Linked DNA regions of Zea mays: region 2 is linked to region 1. The links are chromatin contacts, called in public Hi-C maps. All regions are on one chromosome and are shown on one strand. The core of a region is the stretch at or near the end of the contact, and the rest is flanking DNA. Distances in the headings are between cores, read along the strand shown.

Region 1 (5,892 bases), core at 1,112-3,611:
TCAGGCCCGGTCGAAGGCACCATAGGAAGCTCCGCTCCGCCCGACCCAGGGCTCGGACTCGGGCTAAGCCCCGGAAGACGACGAACTCCGCTCCGCTCGACCCAGGGCTCAGACTCGGGCTAAGCCCCAGAAGATGACGAACTCCGCTTCGCCCGACCCCAGGGCTCGGACTCCGCCCCGGCATCAGCCGGCGATCTCCGCCTCGCCCGAACCTGGGGCTCGGACCCGACCTCGGCCACGGAAGACAAACTCGACCTCGGCTTCGGAGGAGCTTCCACATCGCCCAACCTAAGGCGCAGACCAGCCACGTCAACAGGAGGCGCCATCATCACCCTACCCCGAGCTGACTCGGGCCGCAGGGAACAAGATCGGCGTCCCATCTGACTCGCTCCGCCAGATAGGCAATGATGGCGCCCTGCATACTCTGTGACGACGGCGGCTCTCAGCCCCCTTACGGAAGCAAGAGGACGTCAGCAAGGACTCAACCGCTCCGACAGCTGTCCCTCCGCCAGGCTCCATCGCTCCTCCGACGGCCACGACATCACACCAGCTGGGTGCCAAAATCTCTCCGGCTGCCACAATGGCATGTACTTAGGGCGCTAGCTCTCCTCCGCTAGACACGTAGCACTCTGCTACACCCCCCATTGTACACCTGGATCCTCTCCTTACGCCTATAAAAGGAAGGACCAGGGCCCTCTTAGAGAGGGTTGGCCGCGCAGGGACGAGGACGAGATACGCGCTCGCTTGAAGCCGCTCGCTCCCTCTCCCGCGTGGACGCTTGTAACCCCCTACTGCAAGCGCACTCGACCTGGGCGCGGGACGAACACGAATGCCGCGGGATTCCCACCTCTCTCACGCCGGTCTCCGGCCGCCTCGCTCTCCCCCCTTCGCGCTCGGCCTCGCGCTCGACCCATCTAGGCTGGGGCACGCGGCGACATTCACTCGTCGGCCTAGGGACCCCCGGTCTCGAAACGCCGATATATATGTATATGCTATATATATAATATATAATCTGAAATATCAAAAAATACATGAATACTGAGTATGTAGACCCAAATTCGTTTTAGGCTTTGTTCTTTACTTCCTTGTGCTCAGTCCATCTGGCCTATTAGGTCTGCCATGCGTCTCTGTCTGTCTGGTCGCTAACTCAGACCCCTGCGCTCACTCCAGCCGCCGCCCGCTAGGCTCACTCCAGCCGCCGCTTTCGCTTGCCGCCTTGCCGTGCCCGTGCGTCCACCGTCCAGGCTCCATGCTCGTGCTGCCAGGCTACTCGTCTTACTGCCAAGCGCTTGCTCAGTTGCTCTTGCTGCCAGGCTAGTAGGCTACGCGTTAGCGGCTTAGCACTTGCTGGCTTGATCGCATTGTGATTTGTGAATTAAGCTTGCAGCTACGCGTTAGTGGTTTCACTAATTTGTGAATTGAGCTTGAGTGTATCTTAATTTTTATGTGAGTTATGATTTAGTGAGCTTGAGTGTATCTTAATTTTTATGTGAGTTATAATTTAGTTTACTATTTCTGTAATGTGTATGTTCTATTATATACTATAACTATCTATACATGAATCAATTATATATATATATATATATATATATATATATATATATATAAAGTCTATTAGGATAGATTTTAGACCATTCAATTTGTTCTCTCTAGTACAATTTCGAATACCTATTTTCTAAATCCTGGACGCGCCCATGTGTGCAGGCTGCCGCCGCTCTCTGTTTTCATGCAAGGAAGATGTGTTGGGACTTGGGAGAAAAGAATAGAAGACGTGAGAAGCGGTGCGGGCGTGCGGCCTGCAGCCTGCAGGCAAGGGCGCAGGGCAGCGACACCTTCTGCACTTCTGCTTCCCCTGTTTCCCAGGGCCGGCACATCTGTGGTGAGCGCCGCACGCACACTCGCTTCCCTCTGTTCCCCTCCCGAACGAGCAGTTTCCGTTCCTAGTCTGTGTACAGTATGACGCAATGCCTCTGACTCAAATCACTTAATACACTTACCCGTAATCCCGTAGTATATAAGTTTGTAGTTATACGACCAACGGACCAACGACCAAGTCTCTTTTTGAGAAAATATTTTTTTCCCCTTAAACTATCATATAGGAAAATGTGTTGGAAAAATAGGCCGACCCATCCATCTAAACGCTTGTGCAAAGGGGACCAGACTAATGTGCTTTGTTCGTCCCATAAACCCATATCCGATAGGTTAGCATACTGTAGTGTGTAGAAATTTGAAACACGTACTGGCTGGTAATTTTTTTAGGAGGTTCAGTCTCTCATACGAGTACTACACACAGGCCGACATGGATACGGCCCAAAACAGAAAAACAAGACTCATTAGGCCCAACCGCCCGGCTCCTCATCAGTCCACCACGAGCGCACGGACTTTCGATCTAGCCGCTCGACGCTAGAGACGACGACAGCCGCAATCAACGTACAGACCGTGTTCTGCGTGACGCATCCCGGCGCCGACGCCGAGGACCCGCAACCGACCCGGCAGCTGAGGGAGAGCTTCATCTCCAGCGAGAGTCGCAAACCCTCCATGAGTTCCCCATTCCCCAACCTTCTGATTTTGACGCCGGGTCGTGGGCAAATCAGGTAGAGCGGCTGCGGATTTTGGCGCCCGGCCTCGGGAGTTTGGGAGCTTAGCGACTCCACAGTGGAAGACTGGTGGACGGCCTTTGCCCGCGCTGCGTCTTCCCCTGCTTCGCGATGGGAGGCTCCCCTGTATGGGACGGGACTCTGTCTCCGGACAGCTTCAACACCTCCGCGGCGGCGCTTGTTAAGAGGTGGAAGGAGATCGAGGTCGACGATTCCCTTCCTGAATGGACGTGGAAGCCGTGCAGCAAATTGGGGGTGCCGTCGGAGGTTTGTCTCTCTCTCTTTTTTTTACGTATTGTTTTCCAGTCTCCCTTTCCCTGATTCACCTTGTTATTTTCTGAATATGCTTGTTTGTCTTGCAGGTAGAAGGGTATCTAGCCCTGGAAAGAGTGTACCGCAGCTGTGGAACAAGCCAGGTGGATAGTTTCTTGTCCTGTATCTGTATATAAATATGATAAGTGATATGATGTTTGCAATAGGTGACATTCATGCTTGCATTTAACTAGCAGAGTGTTCTTCCAGGAGCAGATCGAAGAGATGAAGTTCGATGGTGCAGGGGATGTAGCTTGGGTAAATGTTTCTGTGAACTGCTTATTGATAAACTAGCCAAGTCTGATCTTCATCTCACCCCTGCACAACAATTAGAGTTCATATAAAGGCAGCAGCTCTAAATTGGGTGATGATTTTGGGACATACAGTCTTGTACTGAATTTTGGGGACAAGACTTGGCTCGTATCGATCTAGTATCTGCACACCTCACACAACTCGAGCTCTGAAGTCATGTCCATGGTTCATTCCCTGCAGGTCGAGAGCTCCAGCGACAATGTTCATGTTTATGATTTCCATGCTGTCTACAGCTTCTCCTACAAAGTCCCAGTGCTATACTTTCGCGGTTATCACACTAGTATGTATGTTTGAGAACACAAGTGGATGTTATTGCCTAGTATTAATTGGTTTCTCACTTTCTCTTAACGCCGGACGTCTGGAACCTTTACTTAGGTGGGCAGCTACTAACTCTAGATGAGGTAAAAGAGGGTCTTCCTTCCCACTCACAGAAAGTATTAAGTGAATCAAAGTGGACGTTTATTACTCAAGAGGTATGCCTGCTTCATGCATGATCCTTGATTTCTATTGAAACAGAAATTGGCTCTTGAGTCTTGGCAGTGACACGTAGAACGAACTCTGGCCTGTCGTTTGCTAACTGTGCAAGGATTGTGTTCTACCTGGACTTGGAATCCTGCAGGAGCACCCCCATTTAAGCAAGCCATGGCTGGCCCTGCACCCCTGTGCAACCAGTGGTTGGATGAAGCTACTTCTCGAAGAAACTGAAGCGACTGATAAGGAGCACTCGGTGCAATATTTACCGGCATGGTTATCCGTGGTTGGCCAGGCAGTAGGGCTGAAAATCCCTCTTGAACTTCATTCCAACTCTTAGTTTTTTTTTCACTTTTTGTATGTCTTTCAGTATGTAGCAGGGATTGAAAGAGAGTCCTCAGCTTGTGTTTGGTGATAATAGTCACCAATATTTGTGACACTGGTGGCTAGACCTTGCCATCGTGTCATTGTTGTGGTGACTGTATACTTTCATTCAATCTGCTAGCGTTTCTGTTAGACACCCTCGGGGGTATGAAACGCTAGCGTTTTAGGAAATTCATCTACTCTTGGTTTGTGTTTTGGAGTAATCTCCTGGTTGAACCAAGGAAGCAAGAATTTCTCTGTTTTTATTTGAGAGATGCTAGGATAAGCTTTCTATCCCACGAGATCTCTCAAGGCTTCCACACGGGCGGCGGAGGTGGGGTGGCCGGGAACAGCGGCTGCACCGCGGAGAACATGCTGTTCTTGTCGACGGCTCCGACGCCGCGGCCGCTGCTGGTGATGGCCACCAGCGCCGCCACGAGGCCGGCGTTGCCCACCAGAGTCGGCTCGGTGTGCCCAAAGGCCATGCGCGAGTCGTTGAACCTGTCGTTGCGGTCCGGCCCGCCCACCATCGCGCCCGTGATCACGTTCGGGTCCGCCTTCTTGGTGTCGCGCCACCTGTACCCGCCGGTGCACGAGTACTTGACGCGGCTGTGCGGCGTCGACGCGCCCCGGTGGTGGACATGCCGAGGGTACTTGTTGCCGAAGCCCACCACGTAGCTCGTCTTCCTCGGGTTGTCCCCAAGGATGTAGTTGAGCTGCCCAATCATGGAATAACGGATCACAGACGCGCCATTGTCACAAACCAGCTACAGCCTACAGCTAGAGAGAACGCCACCATGCATGCTCCAGTCTCCATATGTTACCTGAGACTTGGCGAACGCACGGAGGTCCTCAATGGGCATGAAGTTGGGTCCGCAGTACCACCCGGGGACGTTGATCGCCTCCATGTAGTCGGCGAAGAGCGCGGCGAGGAAGGAGTTGGCGACCACGTACTGCAGCGGCTGCCCCCTGCCGTGGTTGAAGAGCGCGAGCCCGCCCCCGGTGAAGTTGAAGGCCCCGAAGCGCCGGAGGTACTTGCACATGTCGAGGCCGGTCTCCATGTGGTAGCGGACGAGGGACTGCTCGTAGGGGTAGCCGGGGTTGAGGAACATGCGCAGCCGCGACAGGAGCAGGCCGGCGCCAGGGAGCTTGTTGTCCCAGCTGAACACGGAGAAGTCGAGCACGTCGTCGTAGAAGGCCCTGGCGCGCTCGGCGAGCCGAGGGTCGGTGGCGAAGCTGACGTAGCTGGCGTTGCCGGTGGCGTAGTACATCCACGCGGCGGCCCAGACGTACTCGTCCCAGTAGCTGGTGGAGTTGTAGAAGGGCTCGACCTCCGGCCGGTGCCTGGAGTAGGTGGCGTGCTCGTCCGCCCAGTCGCGGGTGGCGAACTCGAACATGGTGACCGCGCTGCGGACGAGCTTCTTAGAGTAGGCGTCGTCGTCGTCGCGGAAGGCGATGGAGGCGGCCGCCAGGGCCGCGGCGATCTCCCCTCCAAGGTCGGGAGCCGAGCTCACCGCCAGGGACGGCCGAGGGTACGCCATGTCCTCCGGCCGGTTCCAGCAGTAGTGGTCGTCCGGCGTCCTGCTCTTGATCTTTGCCGCACCCACCTGCAGCGAAGCACGAACCAGTCCAGATCAACAATACGTGACGACCGATTCTTTGTGGACGTGCGATCATTAGTTACTACCTGAGCGTAGACGTGGCCGATCGTGGAAGCGGAGGAGTTGAAGGTGCGCAGTAGATAGTCGGTGCCCCACTTGATGAGCTCCCTGACATGGTCGTGCTCCTCCACGGCCTTGTACTTGGCGCTGTACTCGATCACTGACCAGCTCAGCAG
Region 2 (5,892 bases), core at 1,119-3,618, 230 kb after region 1:
TCTGTTTTTTAATTACTTCCGACGGCCGCTTATTTCCGACGGGGCCGTCGGAACTAAGCTGTGACGGCGTCAGGCGCCGGCGGCCGGCCGTCTGCGGGGCCCACCTCGCTTTATTTCCGACGGCGCCACCCTGGCCGTCGGAAATAAGTTTACTTCCGACGGCCCCGTCGGAAACGCTGACACTTCCGACTGGGTATCCGCTACGGCGTTACTTCCGACGGGACCCGTCTTAAGCCTACTTCCGACGGTTCAGGACTTATTTCCGACGGTTTAGGCCGTCGGAAACTGGGCATTTTCCTGTAGTGCCGTGAGTCCGTCTTCGCTCTTGTTGCCCGGGGACGCGCTCTAGTGGGCACTGTTCCGTGACGTCCGCCGCTGAAGAATACAGTCATACAGTGAGGCTCTGCCATGGACATGGACGCATGCATGGATGGTGCAAACTGCAGAGATAAGCCCCGGAGATGTATACATTCTGACGACGCCTGTCATTCTGTCAAGGCCTCAGTGGTCACCTTGCGTTCGGAGGAAATGGCACTACGCTATAAAGTTGCGTTGCCGTGTGAGGGCGGACGGGAGCATGGGCCGTGCAGATGCGAGCTCTGCGTGGAATGGAATGGAACGAAGAGCGTCGCGTACACCATGCCGTTTGCCAACATGCGTTCAGCGCTGGTGCGTGAACGGGGCCATGAAGGCTGTGACGGGATGTTCGTTTGATTTGGGTCGACCGTTCGCTCCTTAACTGTGCCACTGCGTACACGCACGCACAGCCGCACTGCGCTGCCGTACCGTACCCCCAACGCCAACGGACCATCTCGGCCGGCTCACACCGGCCGCGTCGCGCATTTACCACCTCTCCAAGGCCACTAGAAGGCCCAGGATCCCCTCACTGGCTTGTGGGCTCGTATGCTTGAGCCTCTGGTCGGCTCGCGGCTAGCCGTTACGCCGGTTGCTGGCCGCTCATTTACTCCGCCGATCGTCTGGTGCCGGCGTGCCGCACGGCGAGATGGCAGTCATGGCACCGAGGCCCCGTCGGGGATCCGCGGACGGGACCAACCGCTGCCCCGGCGGCCGGCGCCCGCAACCCGGGCCGCCACTCGCCAGAGAACGAAACGAAGCGGTCGGCGGCGGCAGGCGGCTTGCCAGAGACGGGACAACAAGAGGCTAGTACAGTTCTGTTAAAAAAAACTGGGCGATTCTCCTCCTTCTCCCAGTCGCATCGCAGCGCACGACAGCAGCAGCAGAAGAGGAAAACGACAGAGGAAAAAACAGAGGCGACGGCGAGCCGATCGAGAGCACACAGGACAGGGGGAAAAAAAGCTCCGCAGTCAGTCCTACGCTACAGCAGCAGCTGCCACGCGATTGTCCGTTCCCCTCCCAGTTCCAGGCGCTGCTTCCTCCTCCTCGGCCTCCGCCTCCGACTCCGCCAGCGCCATCCGGCGGAGTGGGCTGGGGCCGAGGCGCCGGCGCTTGGAGGCCGCGGCGTGGCGCCGCCGGACGACCTCCATCTCGTTGCGCCGCCGCGTGGCCTCCTCGTCCACCACGAACCGCCGCATCAGGACGTCGTCCGTCAGCGACTTGCCGCGGAACACGCGCCGCGCGCCCTCACCGCCTCTGCTCCCCGCGGGGAGAGGAGGCAGCGGCGGCGGCGCCGACGCCGGCGCCACCAGCGGGCTCACGCCGGTGCCGGCGCCGCACCCGGACGCTGACGCCGACGACGCGCGCGGGTAGCTGTAGCTCCGGCGCGGCGCGGCGCCGTCGGCCGGGAAGCAGTAGAGCGACTCGCTGTTGTACGAGGAGATGGGCGCGCACAGGCACACCCGCGTGAACGACGCCGCCACGTTCAGCGACGAGGACTTGCGCAGCCTCCCCCCCGGTGGCGCCGCGCCCTTGTTGCCCGAGGCGGCGGCTGTCACCCCCGACGCCGCCGCGGCCTTCGTCGTTGGAGGCGCCGCCGGCTGCTGCTTCCAGACCAGGAGGAGCACCTCCACCGCGCGCTGGTACCACCGGGACTTCTTGGACGACGACAGCCCGCCACCTGACGATCTCGCGCCGCCGTCTTTTCTGCATGCACGGCGCAGGGCATCTGTCACGTCAGTCGATACGAAATTCTCGTCGCGAGCGGTGGTGACGACCACGGCGGCGTGCAGCGCGGGCCGGGAATGTACCTTGGCTGCTGCGTGTTCTTTGCCATTTTTTGCATCAAGAGGGAGTGGAGAAACATCTCCGGGCTGCCGCGGACCAGTGGGCGTTGGGATCAGAGACAGGAACCAGGATCGGGCTGAGAGGAGACGTGAGGTCACGTCAGGATGTCACTACATTCCCTCGTCCCTGTGGGGATAAGTCAAGTGAGCTTCCACGGCATGGACATGAAGGATCGAGGAGGCACTGGGAGAGTTAGTTAAAGGAGGGGGAGTCCGGACTCTGGAACGTGGAGCCTTGATCGACAGGAGGAGGGCAGTTTGGTCATGTTGCTCTCCATGAACACAGGGTGTCAAAACGCGAATAAGGCTGCGTGCATGACCCTGACCCAACAAGGAGGCTTTTTTGGGGACCCTTGGAAAGCTGGATCATGCGAGCATCGAAGAGAACAAGTACTGTGTACTGCCTGCGCGTTTACGTACGTGATGCATACCCCGCTGATATATGGTTCATGAGTTGGCAGTGTATAACGCTTGATGGGTGTAACATACATGACAGTAGAACTGTAGTAGAAGGCGTATGGGCGAGAAGACACACTTGCAGACTTGCAGTCTTGTCACTCATCATTGCACTGCATAGTCACATTTGGAGACGTAATAAAGTTACTATGGCTATATAGCACGTGGTGGGTGTTTTGAGGACTTCCAGTCCAGTGTCCGATCTCTCCTCAGCATCACTTGTAAATTTGAGACTAGAATAGAAAGCGCCCTATCGGGCGCTCTGTCGGCGTGAATTAATTTATCTGAAATCAGATTTCAAAATAAAGTGTTTGTGCCTTGAAAAAAAAACTCAAACATTCAGCCAACGAAGATCAATATACAAAGTAGTAGCAACTAACTTGTTGGTATACTTACAGAAATACTTGGTTCAGATCTTTTTTTGGTGGTAACAAACGAAGGCACTGCATGTCTGCATATATGTCATTCCTCGTTAGACTTCTGCTGCTTATGTTGCTTCATGGGATCCTATCGGTATCAACTTCGTTCAATTAGGCGCCAACAATAGCGTTCTGCAGTGAGACGAGCCGAGAAGCCTTGCTGGAACTGAAGGCCATCCTAGGCTAGCTATCGAGCAGGTTGTCCTCTTAGAACAGTAGTGGTAGCCTATGCCTCTGGCCAGGTGTGACAAGCAGCTGCAGGCACGGGGGCACGATCTCAGCGCTTGATCTCAGCTCTGTCGGCCTGTGGGCACCATACCTGCGTCCAGGAGCAACTTGACATTCCTGACGAGCCTCAACCCTATCATGTGGTACATTGACAATTAAATAATCTGCAGCAATATTTCGAAAGCCCAACACTGTTACCACTGTGGCACCAGCAAAAACAGAAGAATGTAAAAGACCTTAATATTTCAAGTGAATTCCGAGTACCTGCAATGCATTATTGCCATCGATTGCATGTAGTTGCTTCCTTCATCTATCTTCAACTTCCTATCCTTTAGCAGCCCGCTCTCTACGTGTAAACACATTACTTGTTGGATTGAACAAAAAATATCAAGAATAGAAGATCGGTAAAGAAGATCATTAGTAATAACCTAATTAGGCTACTGAGGCTATACATTTATTTAGAATAATTATGTTACCTCATTAGGCTAACCCATTCGAACTACACCATTGGCCAATGAACTCACATATTACCAGAATTAGCAGTTACCACTAAATGTGTCCACTGCAACACTAAATTTGGGAACAATCCACAGTGATACTAACCTTGTTCACTTGCTCTGTTTCATGGAATTCCACCCTCTTGCCTCGAGCATTGCTTCGACCATTTGTGTCCTGCACCCAAACCAAAATGCAAAAGTAGAAGTGATTGAGATTAGTTTAAAGCCTCGGGTGGTAGCAGCCGATGTCCTGAAGGCTCAACATTTCACTTACTATGTATAGATATCAGAGTAGAATTTCAAAACCAAAGAAACAAACATAGTAGATTACAACCCATACCGTGGATGTAATAACAGAAATCCTTTTAGGTTCCTTTTGTTTTTGTTCTTTCTCTCAGGGAGCAGACCTCCTAGATAAACCAAGCCAGAATGGGGAACTAAAATCAGCACCATAAACACAAATCATTAGATGCCACAGTGCAACTGGTTGTTTGGATGCACCCTAGGTTAACCCAATAGCACATGATATACTTTGAAGGAAACCTAAAGCTGAGACCACTTTTTATCTATCCATTTATTAGCTATTTCCTCATTTAGTGTATTTGTAATAAAAAACTAACATGTTTAACTCATATGCTTTGTTTTTCCTCTGCATATATGTAACACATGCATGTGTCCTCCTTTTGCCTGAGGGGTGATCGGTTACTATTGGGGGTTATTTATATTCACTGAGAGCTCAAGCACTGCAGTGCATTTTGCGTTCATACACATCTTTACTTCAATATAAAATAACCCTTACCTCACCAGGATGAACTATAGTCTTTACTTCTTTACAAAAGGTGACCATGCTTCCTCATTGAACTGCATGTAGAATAACAGTTTGTTATCTGGTTCACACTTATGTGGCTATCAAGAGCTTGCAAGGACAATCCAGTTTACACAGGATCTTTGCTGGATTTGCTATTTATGATACTTTCGAATTGGATACATATTTCACATGTAACATGGTTTTTTGTAACTTGAAATACACAGGTTGTGAGCTTATCGCAAGCAACTTAACTCTTTTATCTACGACAAGAACAAAGTAGTTATGGCTCAAATAATACATGATGTCAAGAGGAACTTACTGCATATGGCATCTAGTTCTGTTTCACATTTCATATATAAGAAAAAGTTAAATTATGAACATAAACCGGAGAGCTTTTTATTTTGTTTTCGTAGATCATAATTTGCCATTTTCCTGCATAATACTGGCATATTTCTTGTCCAAACAATCAATAAAGGACAACTTTGAAGACACTAAATTTTTACATATTGTTCATTATTATTAATAGGGTTGTTCGGACAGTCCCTACCATCGTCATAATTAACCTTCTTACCTTTCAAGGTTAAAAAAAAACTAACCCCCCAAACAAATCTTATGTTGCAAGCAACCTTTTTCATGCTATCTTGTACTGGGCACAGCTCCTTGTAACAAAGAAGGGAGGAATCGATAGCAACATCCCCCCAAACCAAAGGAGAAATCAAGCATCCATTTGTGAGTATCATTAATCCAATGTATCTAAAATGTAGCTACACGAGCATGAGGGATCACATTACAAGATAAAATAAGAAATTAACTCACCTCTTGAAGCTCTTTATTTATATCGACATATCAGAAATTCCAGCATCATCCTTTTTCTCCTTGATAAGCTTCTTGACCTGAAACGCATGGATATAAGAAACATCTGTAAGTACACGAAATGGATTTACCATCTCATGGCAGTGGTTACCCCTTAATGGCTAAGAACCATGCACACCAGTGCAAATGGCAGGCTCCATGAACACATCTCCAGTAAGTCCTGCAGGTAGCAATTCGTATTTAATCCTAAAACTGAAACTCTCATTTAGAAAAACAAACCTCTGCATTTCCACCAGCAAGCACTGCCATGTCTGTAGGTGAGCACATTAGCGTACCCCCATCGGCTACACATTAAACCATGGAATCAAGGAATACAGCTAGTGACCCATAGGGATCAAGATCAACCTGATCCAGCATGTTCATGACATTAAGACATAATCGAAATAATGACAACCCATATTATTTCCTCG

Evidence for each region. A called contact is a pair of places that touch in the nucleus more often than the background predicts.
Region 2: a Hi-C map of leaf shows a contact between it and region 1, with 5 times the contacts expected there. The contact joins the promoter of LOC100278839 here to the promoter of LOC100240692 in region 1.

The regions. Positions count from the first base shown.
Region 1 is chr10:130,345,271-130,351,162 of Zm-B73-REFERENCE-NAM-5.0, reverse strand. LOC100240692 reads left to right here and starts at 2,361. Exons shown (of 5, transcript NR_131257.1): 1 at 2,361-2,864; 2 at 2,960-3,013; 3 at 3,107-3,167; 4 at 3,402-3,501; 5 at 3,597-4,244. It overlaps LOC103641803, which reads right to left. Exons shown (of 4, transcript NM_001301591.1): 2 at 5,743-5,892; 3 at 4,880-5,662; 4 at 4,364-4,771. The coding sequence ends at 4,364.
Region 2 is chr10:130,119,684-130,125,575 of Zm-B73-REFERENCE-NAM-5.0, reverse strand. It overlaps LOC100278839, which reads right to left and starts at 2,368. Exons shown (of 2, transcript NM_001372490.1): 1 at 2,166-2,368; 2 at 1,151-2,061. The coding sequence starts at 2,221. The coding sequence ends at 1,332.